Regions from separate parts of the Sus scrofa genome. Here regions 1 and 3 are each linked to region 2. A link is a contact called in public HiChIP or PLAC-seq data. All regions are on one chromosome and are shown on one strand. Each heading gives the region's core, a stretch centred on a gene start, on an enhancer-like site or on the middle of the called end of the contact. The rest is flanking DNA. Distances are from core to core; before and after follow the strand shown.

What was found. HiChIP or PLAC-seq counts read pairs in DNA pulled down with a chosen protein or histone mark.
Region 1: a contact with region 2 is called in an H3K27ac HiChIP or PLAC-seq map of alveolar macrophages. The contact joins the promoter of HSPA1L here to the promoter of RNF5 in region 2. A contact is called at or near these places in 1 of 5 promoter capture datasets (fetal liver) and 1 of 2 datasets of contacts at active chromatin or transcription factors (alveolar macrophages).
Region 3: an H3K27ac HiChIP or PLAC-seq map of alveolar macrophages shows a contact between it and region 2. The contact joins the promoter of BAG6 here to the promoter of RNF5 in region 2. A contact is called at or near these places in 1 of 5 promoter capture datasets (fetal liver) and 2 of 2 datasets of contacts at active chromatin or transcription factors (alveolar macrophages and skeletal muscle).

What each region holds. Positions count from the first base shown.
Region 1 is chr7:23,913,125-23,916,198 of Sscrofa11.1, forward strand. HSPA1L (heat shock 70kDa protein 1-like) reads right to left here and starts at 1,332. Exons shown (of 2, transcript NM_001123128.1): 1 at 1,197-1,332.
Region 2 is chr7:24,213,996-24,216,903 of Sscrofa11.1, forward strand. RNF5 (ring finger protein 5) reads left to right here and starts at 1,498. Exons shown (of 6, transcript NM_001123224.1): 1 at 1,498-1,857; 2 at 2,733-2,751; 3 at 2,848-2,908. The coding sequence starts at 1,718.
Region 3 is chr7:23,767,374-23,770,294 of Sscrofa11.1, forward strand. BAG6 (BCL2 associated athanogene 6) reads right to left here and starts at 1,286. Exons shown (of 26, transcript NM_001145382.1): 1 at 1,025-1,286; 2 at 233-353. The coding sequence starts at 340. It also overlaps a transcript of APOM not described here.

The sequences.
Region 1 (3,074 bases), core at 82-2,581, 300 kb before region 2:
CCTTCCCCGATAGCCATTAGCAACCCTTAGTCTACTTTGTCTCTCAGAATTTGGCTACTCTAGGTAACCTATACTGTGGAATTACACACTTTCATTTTGTGACCAGCTTATTTCATTTACATAATATCCTAAAAGTTTGTCTCTGTTATAGCATGTGTCAGAAGTTTCTTCATTTTTAAGGCTCAATAATTTTCATTGTATGTATCTACCACATTCTGTTTATTTGTTCTTTCCCTCTGTGGCACTTGGGCTGCTTCCACCCTACAGCTATTGAGAATAACTCTGCCATACACCCTGTGTACACATAACCTTTTGCAGGAGCTCCCATTGTCGCACAGCAGAAATGAATCTGACTAGGAACCATAAGGTTGCAGGTTCCATCCCTGGCCTCGCCCAGTGGGTTAAGGATCTGGTGTTGCCGTGAGCTGTGGTGTAGGCCACAGATGTGGCTTGGATCTGATGTTGCTGTTGCTCTGGCACAGGCCAGCAGCTGTAGCTCCAACTGGGCCCCTAGCCTGGGAATCTCCATATGCCACATGTGCGGCCCTAAAAAACAAACACATATATATATATCCTTTTGCGGTACAATTATCTCTTTCAGACTGCTCCTTCATGGCGCAGTGCTTTTTGGACAAGGTAGACAAAAGTACTCCTAGCCAAATGGAAGTGGGAGGGCAGTGGCATATGTTGTTTTCAATTTCAAAGAGGGCCTGACTCAACTGGCCTGTTCCCGTGTCTGTGACATATTTTATTCTGAGATTGTACTCCCCTCCTGCTGAACTCAGATTATTGGAAGTGCTGGTCTCCTGAGGAGACATCAACCTCCATACTTGGGCTTAGCTCCCTCTTGTCACCTTTCATCCTCTATTATAGGGGTTGGTGGGAGTATATATGGCTAGTCTGAAGAACTCCAATCAAGCCCTAAGAAGTTTTCTCAGGAGAGGGTGCCCCTCTCTAAGGCAGTCCCATCCTCTGCTCTCCTCACAAATAAAACTGCGGGTTTTCTGGAGCCAATAACAAACCCGCTCCTCCTCCTCTTCTGGGCAGCTCTGACCAACCCCATCCACTTTAGTGGTCCTCACAGGAATCCCCTCCCCTGCGACGTCCATATACTTTAAACTAGAGAATTTTTCAGCACTTCCTCAAACAGGGACCTGCTGGTCTGGCCCATGCCACTCAGGGTCCTCTTGGCTCACCTAGTGTCCCGCCGCCTTCGATCCAGTTTGAGAAGGTTCGGATTGCAGAGCCCCTGTCACTGGGGGCTCTCTCAACACCCAAACTGCGCAGCCGGAGTCCCCCCACCCCCCACCCGCCCCGCCCGACAACTTTAAGTGGGGTCCTGACTTATCACCCTGATTCCCTACTAGCCCGTGAGGTCAGAGGCAGCACCTCCATTATAACGCGACTGGAGCCGGACGGTGTCAGCACCCACGCCCCCGCCCGCTTCCTCGCGTCAACCCTCTAGCGCCCCCCGCCCCCGCGGACCTGCCGGCCCAGCCTCTCGCCGCCCCCCTCCCCGCTCCTCCCGGGCTCCCCCTCTCCGGATACAGTGCCAGCTAGCAAAACCCAGAAGAGTCTGGAGAGTTCTGGGAGGGGCGGCAGCCAGGGCGCTGATTGGCCCCAGAAAGCCAGGGGGCAGGACGCGAGGCGAAACCTCTGGAATATTCCCGACCTGGCAGCCCCGCCGAGCTCGGGGATTGGCTGAGGAGGGAAAAGGCGGGGCTTGAGGAAAAAAATATAAACACAGAGCCGCCCCCAGGGAAACAGCGAGCCCGGGAAGAGCTGCTAAGACTTCCTCTGCGGTCTGTGAGCGCAGCCTTGGCAGATCCGTTGCCTCCGAGGACCACCGCGGGCAGAAGCGGCGCGTTCGGTTTCCGGTTCAGAGCTCTCGTCTGGGATCCCGGTTTCGAGTCTAGAGGCTGTTTGCGGAGAGAGCAGGCCAGCGACATGGCGAAGAGCGTGGCCATCGGCATCGACCTGGGCACCACGTACTCGTGCGTGGGGGTGTTCCAGCACGGCAAGGTGGAGATCATCGCCAACGACCAGGGCAACCGCACCACCCCCAGCTACGTGGCCTTCACGGACACCGAGCGGCTGATCGGCGATGCGGCCAAGAACCAGGTGGCGCTGAACCCGCAGAACACGGTGTTTGACGCGAAGCGGCTGATCGGGCGCAAGTTCGGCGACCCGGTGGTGCAGGCGGACATGAAGCACTGGCCCTTCCGGGTGATCAACGACGGGGACAAGCCCAAGGTGCAGGTGAGCTACAAGGGCGAGACCAAGGCGTTCTACCCGGAGGAGATCTCGTCGATGGTGCTGACCAAGATGAAGGAGATCGCCGAGGCGTACCTGGGCCACCCGGTGAGCAACGCGGTGATCACGGTGCCGGCCTACTTCAACGACTCGCAGCGGCAGGCCACCAAGGATGCGGGGGTGATCGCGGGGCTGAACGTGCTGCGGATCATCAACGAGCCCACGGCGGCGGCCATCGCCTACGGCCTGGACAGGACGGGCAAGGGGGAGCGCAACGTGCTGATCTTCGACCTGGGCGGGGGCACGTTCGACGTGTCCATCCTGACGATCGACGACGGCATCTTCGAGGTGAAGGCCACGGCGGGGGACACGCACCTGGGCGGCGAGGACTTCGACAACAGGCTGGTGAACCACTTCGTGGAGGAGTTCAAGAGGAAGCACAAGAAGGACATCAGCCAGAACAAGCGGGCGGTGAGGCGGCTGCGAACGGCCTGCGAGCGGGCCAAGAGGACCCTGTCGTCCAGCACGCAGGCCAGCCTGGAGATCGACTCCCTGTTCGAGGGCATCGACTTCTACACGTCCATCACCCGGGCGCGCTTCGAGGAGCTGTGCTCGGACCTGTTCCGCAGCACCCTGGAGCCGGTGGAGAAGGCTCTGCGCGACGCGAAGCTGGACAAGGCCCAGATCCACGACCTGGTGCTGGTGGGGGGCTCGACGCGCATCCCCAAGGTGCAGAAGCTGCTGCAGGACTTCTTCAACGGGCGCGACCTCAACAAGAGCATCAACCCGGACGAGGCGGTGGCGTATGGGGCGGCGGTGCA
Region 2 (2,908 bases), core at 248-2,747:
GCCCAGCATGCCTCCTTAATTCTGTAGTCACATACCTAGCTCTCTCTCCTGCCTGTTGCCCTCTTTCCCATATTCCCATCGGCCCCTTATCGGGATCACTCCATCACTCTTCCCTTCTTGGTCTCTGCTTCTCCGCTCATAAACGTTTCCCCTAAACCTCTAAGCGCCTCCTAAACCCTTACCTCCCCTGCCTTAGGCGTCAACTAACATCTCACCTTGCCTCACTTGAGTCACGTGAGGCCTTTTACCGGGATGTTGTTGAGCAGCCCTTAGCCTGTGTCGGGCCTCAACCCTCTCAGACACCTTTGCCCTGCAAGCGTTTTACAAGCCCTGAGGAAGAGGATGTAAAGAATACTGGTGATGGGAAGACTGTTACCTAGTTCTGCTTCTTGGGCCACAGTGAGGACCACTGACTGTAGAAAAGGACCAAACTCGTACGAAAGGCCCAAGCTCTATAGCAGGTTGCCCAAGTCCCTGGGGGTACAGCTCAGAGGAAGACCCCAGGTCAGCTAGGCCAAGTACGTGAAGGAAGGGGCGGGCCTAACCCCATCCCGCCGCGGGTCGCCTAAAAAGGGGCGGGCCTTGCCTCTTCTGCACCCATTCACAAAGCCGAGGAGATTTTTGCTCTTAAGGCTTAAAACGGAGAGGAGGTCAACCCTGTTCTACTCTGTGTCACACTGAAAGGGGGATGGGCCTTCAGTTCTGCTGTGTAAATCACCTAAGGAGGGGCGGGCTGAGTCGTCCAGCCGAGGGAGATGGATTAACACCAGCGCCGCAGATCGATGCTCGCACCATCCAAACGTCGGGCTAATCCCAATTCTGCTCCCTTCTTCACTAAGAGTGAGGGGCGGACCCAAGTTCTGCTCTTTACGTCACCGAAGGAGGCCGGAGCCATTTTGAACCCTGCGACCCCAGTAATGGTCCTCTTTTCCGAGCTCTTCGCTGTCTTTTCCGATCTCGGCCAATCAGGGGCGAAAGGAACAACCCAATCAGCAGAGAGACAGAGAGAGAGAGAGAAAAAAAAAAAAACCACGATCGGAGGACCCGGATGAGGCCGAGCCGAGGCCTTTGAACTCCAAACCTCGCCAATTGTAGAGCAGTCACCATGGCGACAAGAGAGCGAGGTGAAGGGGTGGGATCAGAGAAGGCTCAACCCTCACAGGATTGGCCCTCCCCGCCCCTCCGCCGGCTGCGCACGCGCATTTTGCCTAGCCACCATTTTCCGTCTAGTTCTAGCCAATCAATTGCTTTGGAGCCTTACGCTCCAAAGTCCAATAGGAATCCCGACATTCTGTGAAGAAGGAAGTAAAGGAAAGAAAGGGCCTTCTAGTGGGCGAGGTCTACGTAGTCTGGAGCCAATTGCTTCTGGCCTTTGGTTATGACTGGCAGCTACTCAAACGAATAAAGCCCTCCCTGGCCGGCGACAGGACGTGTGGAGTTAATACCAATCCGGTGGCCGTGCTTACTGTCTGTGACTGTGTCAGCCAATAGACATTGTGCAAGGGCAGCACCGCGCAAACCTCTTTGCTCCCCTGCCCTTTGGACCAATCCTTTCTTTTGACCCTGTGGGATTGACAGGCATTCAGACCTATAGTAATTAGAAAACCCTGAGGCCTGCCCAAAGATCGTGGGCAGGAGGCGGTTTCTCGTTTGTTGGGGCGCTTGTACGTGTGTTTCGGGGGATTAAGGGGTACACGGGGGCGAAGCAGAACCGGCCATGGCAGCAGCGGAGGAGGAGGACGGGGGCCCCGAAGGGCCAAACCGCGAGCGGGGCGGGGCGGGCGCGACCTTCGAATGTAATATATGTCTGGAGACTGCTCGGGAAGCTGTGGTCAGCGTGTGTGGCCACCTGTACTGGTGAGAATCTGGGAAGGGGGCGAAAAAGAGTGGGTCTCACCTCTATAGTATGGAGGCTGGGGGTGAGAGGGGGCATATAGGCTTATAGATGATCAGAGGGCACATTCTCCTAGGTGAGGCCTCAGGAGGGTTCTTAGGTCTTTTTAGGTATGTGTGGGCGAGAGGGTCACATCTGTGCAGAGGAGACCTGTGGAAAGGAGTCATAGAAACTAGGAGCTGGGGCGTACGGTGTGTTAAGAGGAAAGGGGGCACAGGGGGTGGGCGCTGCACAGCGGTGCAGATGAGACCCGAGCCACCTTACCCCAGGGAGGTTGGGAACAGATTAGACTCAAAGGTCAGGGGAGATAGGCATCAGGTGAGTAAAGGGAGATCTGGGGAACGTGGGATCACATTCCGGTGAGATATGGGAAGGGGCAGGATGACAAACCTGGGGACAGGGGTGCTGTAGAGGAGCAGTCCCCAGAGGTTAAGGAATTATGGAAAGAGGGCCCTTTATTGGACATGGGAGAGAAGAAAAGGAGTAGCAAAAGAAGATACTGGTAAAGGGGGTTTGGTTTGGGATTAATGGGGGCATAGATGGGGCTGGGGCTGAAAGGAGATCTGGAAAAGGATGGTCAAGAGAACTGGAAATTAAGTTGAAAGGTTGAGAAGAGAGGGGGAGAGGAGCGGGTTGAGCATGTTGAGGGTGGACGTAGCTCTAGGTATTGGAAAGTCAGAGAAGCAGGGAGGCCAGTTTGGCTGGCATAGTAGAGGTTGTGGAAAATATGGCAGGAAACAGCAGGTAACACCTGGGAACGGGTGGCGAGTTAGGACCCTGAGTTTGAGTCTGTGTCTTTTGTGTAGCTGGTCTGACCTTTTTCTTTCCCCCTTTCCAGTTGGCCCTGTCTTCATCAGGTGCGTACTCAGAGGAGATGAAGAGGGAGATGGGGAGGTCTGAGGAGCTGGAAGACGCTTCTGTGTACTGGAAACCACTACATTTTTTTCCCCCAGTGGCTGGAGACACGGCCAGAGCGGCAAGAGTGCCCAGTGTGTAAAGCTGGGATCAGCAGAG
Region 3 (2,921 bases), core at 36-2,535, 450 kb before region 2:
GAGATTCCTCCTTCCTTCTTTCCTTCTACATTGAGTTTTACTGAGGTAAAAGAAAGCAGAAGAAAATCTGCCTCACACAACAGAAAGCATACACCAAACGTTCTGGCTACAATATTAACAAAAAAAAATCAATGAAAGAAAATCAGAAGACCAGAAGATAAGACTCTTATCTCAGAAAAAGGAACCTACAAAAAGAGTTAATAGGTGTCTTCCAGAAGTACTGGGGTCTCACCTGGGCCCCCACAATAAAGGTCCGGGTCTGAGAGTCCAGGGTCTTCACCAGCACCTCCAGGCTTTCAGGCTCTTCCATAGTGGTACTGGTACTATCATTGGGCTCCATGGCCGACAGCTCTCTAAGGAAGAATGGAGGGAGGGAGGCCCGCTGTCGCCCAGAGCAGATTTTTATATACCCGGAAGCCACCCCGGCCAGAGACTCCGCCCCCACACCTGAAGAGTTTCTCTCACACAAGCACACACTCTCACACCCGCCCCCAGCCCCTTTCTGATTCCGGGGCACAGAGAGAGAAACACAAAGGGCAAGAGATCGACGGCACAGGGAGGTGGAGGACGGGAGGTGGGAGGGGCTCCACGATGCCAATCACAATAAAGGAGGGCCAGTCTGGCTAGGAAACAGGGAAGGAAACACAGGACCAGTGTCATCACCGGTCGCGATAGGATAAGGGCCCGAGAAGTCGTCAAGCCCAGGGACAACGCGAGAGCGAGGGTCGCGCCACTCTGCGGAGAAAGTGGTTTCGCGCACGCGCGCCACGCCACGCCCGTCGAACCCGCTTAAGTCACGACGGACTCGAGATAATGGACACTCACAGGGGGCCAGAACTGCTAGCTGACTGCCCCCCTCTTCTACCTTCCCTCGGTGCTCTAGCAGAGCGGCGCAACCAACACACACACACACACACACACACACACACCCCACACACACACCACACACACCCACTCACACTCCTCCACCCGCGGCTCCGCCCCCGACTTCCCCACGGTACCGTCACTTCCGGTCTCCCCCAACCTGCCACCGACGGTCACTTCCGTTTCCCCGATAGTATTTGGGGATCGCGAGGCGGTACTTCCGGCTCCCCCAGGTCCCCAAGCTTTACTTTTGTAGGGCACGAAGATTAAGTTATCAGCCCCAAACTGAGTTCCTGGGGGCGAGACGGGCCGGGGCCGGCCTAGATGGGAGGGAGCCGAGCACCCCGAAGAGCCGCCGCCGCCACCGTCTCCCGGGGTACCTCACTGCGCCTGCGTGCGTCGCACTACGCATGCGTACACACTTCGGCACCGCCCCACCCCCTCCGGCCCTGTTCATTTCTCCTGTGCGCGCGCGCTTAAGCAGTAGGGGGTTGTGGTGGCCGCTATAAATGCCTGAAGAAAAAAATTACAAAGTGAGACTCTTCGACTGCCTCGAGGGGGGTTTTGAACAGTTGTATGGAGTTTGGAATCTGGAGCCTGAGAGTTGTGCCTCGCTAATTTACGTTAAAGTTTTGGCCTGCAGAGAAGTTGAGGCGGCACTGACCAGGCCACCTAGAATTCTGTCAGCCTCTCACAATCGCTCTCGCTGCGCCGCTCCTTCGGCGCCTCCGGAAGTCACCCTTTCCATAGGCGGTTGGAGGTGGTTCTCGAGCTGACTTTCCTGCGGTGGCGTCGTTGGGCCTGACCTCGGTGGGCCTGACCTCGGTTTTGCCCGTGGGCGTTTTGTGGAGCGTGGGCGCCATGTTCCTTCCCGCGGTGTGCGGCCGCGGGGGGACATTATCATGTTTTGGAAAAGTTGAGGATTTACTACCTTTCAGGACGTTTGTTTATAAAAAAGGACGCCTCCGAGATTGGGAATTGGGAGCAAATGGAGTCAGACTGGACTGAAACGCAAGACTCTAACCTTGGGGAATTGAAAGGGCCGCCTAATGGCTTCTGCAGGCCTGAGGTCTGGGGGGTTACCGTCCCCTCTGCTCTCCCCCCTTCCCCCCGCCCCTTGGGCAAGGGCCTCGTTTCCGCGGTGCTGCCGAGGTCCCTGTCTCCAGTGCCCAACCTTTCTGGGCTTCATATTATACCCATCTCAGTACTGTTTGAGTTAAGAGTTATAAGGAGGACCTGTTTAGTGAGCGCCTAGTCTATGTCAGCCAGTTTGCTGAGGGTTTCACATATTGTCATACGTAAAAGCTTTTCAACATCTGAGCTAGTTATTACACACGTTTTATTGGTGAGTGCTCCTAGGGGAATGTAAGTGGCAGAACCGACCAAATCCAGGCCTACCAGACTCCCAAGCAGTTATACTTTACTCCCCCAATAACTTGTGTCTAATTTTTTATTATAAAAAATGTGAAACATTACCCCAAACAGTGTAATGAACCGTCATATACCCACCCAAATTTTGTTCTTTTAACCAAATCACAAGCCTATAGCAGTCCATGGGTTATAAATAATCTATAAAAGAAGTCTCATTAACTGCTCTCATTGTAATAACTAGCTCAGATGTGGAAAGGCTTTTATATATGACACTTGGCACTACCCAATGACTGCCTCTTGACGATTCTTTCCTTGCCTCTTATTATTTGAGAACTTAATTCCCCCCCAGAGACTATAAAGTGCTTTACAAACATTACTATTAATTATAGCGAATGTTTACTTTGGACTTAGAATGTGCAGGCCTTCGCTAAGGGCTTTATCTGCATTAGCTCTTTTAATCCTATAAGATTAATGATTTGCTCAATTTACAGATAAAAAACAGGCATAAAGATTAACAAAATTGTCGAAGATCTATAAGTAACAGAAATTAGAGTTTGGACCCACTCTGTCTGACACCACTGTCCATTCTTTTTAAGCACTAGATTATGTGGCCTCTTACCTGTAGTAATAAACAGTGAGTGAATGAATTAATGTGTCAGCAAACTTTGGGGAGGGCATAATATTGT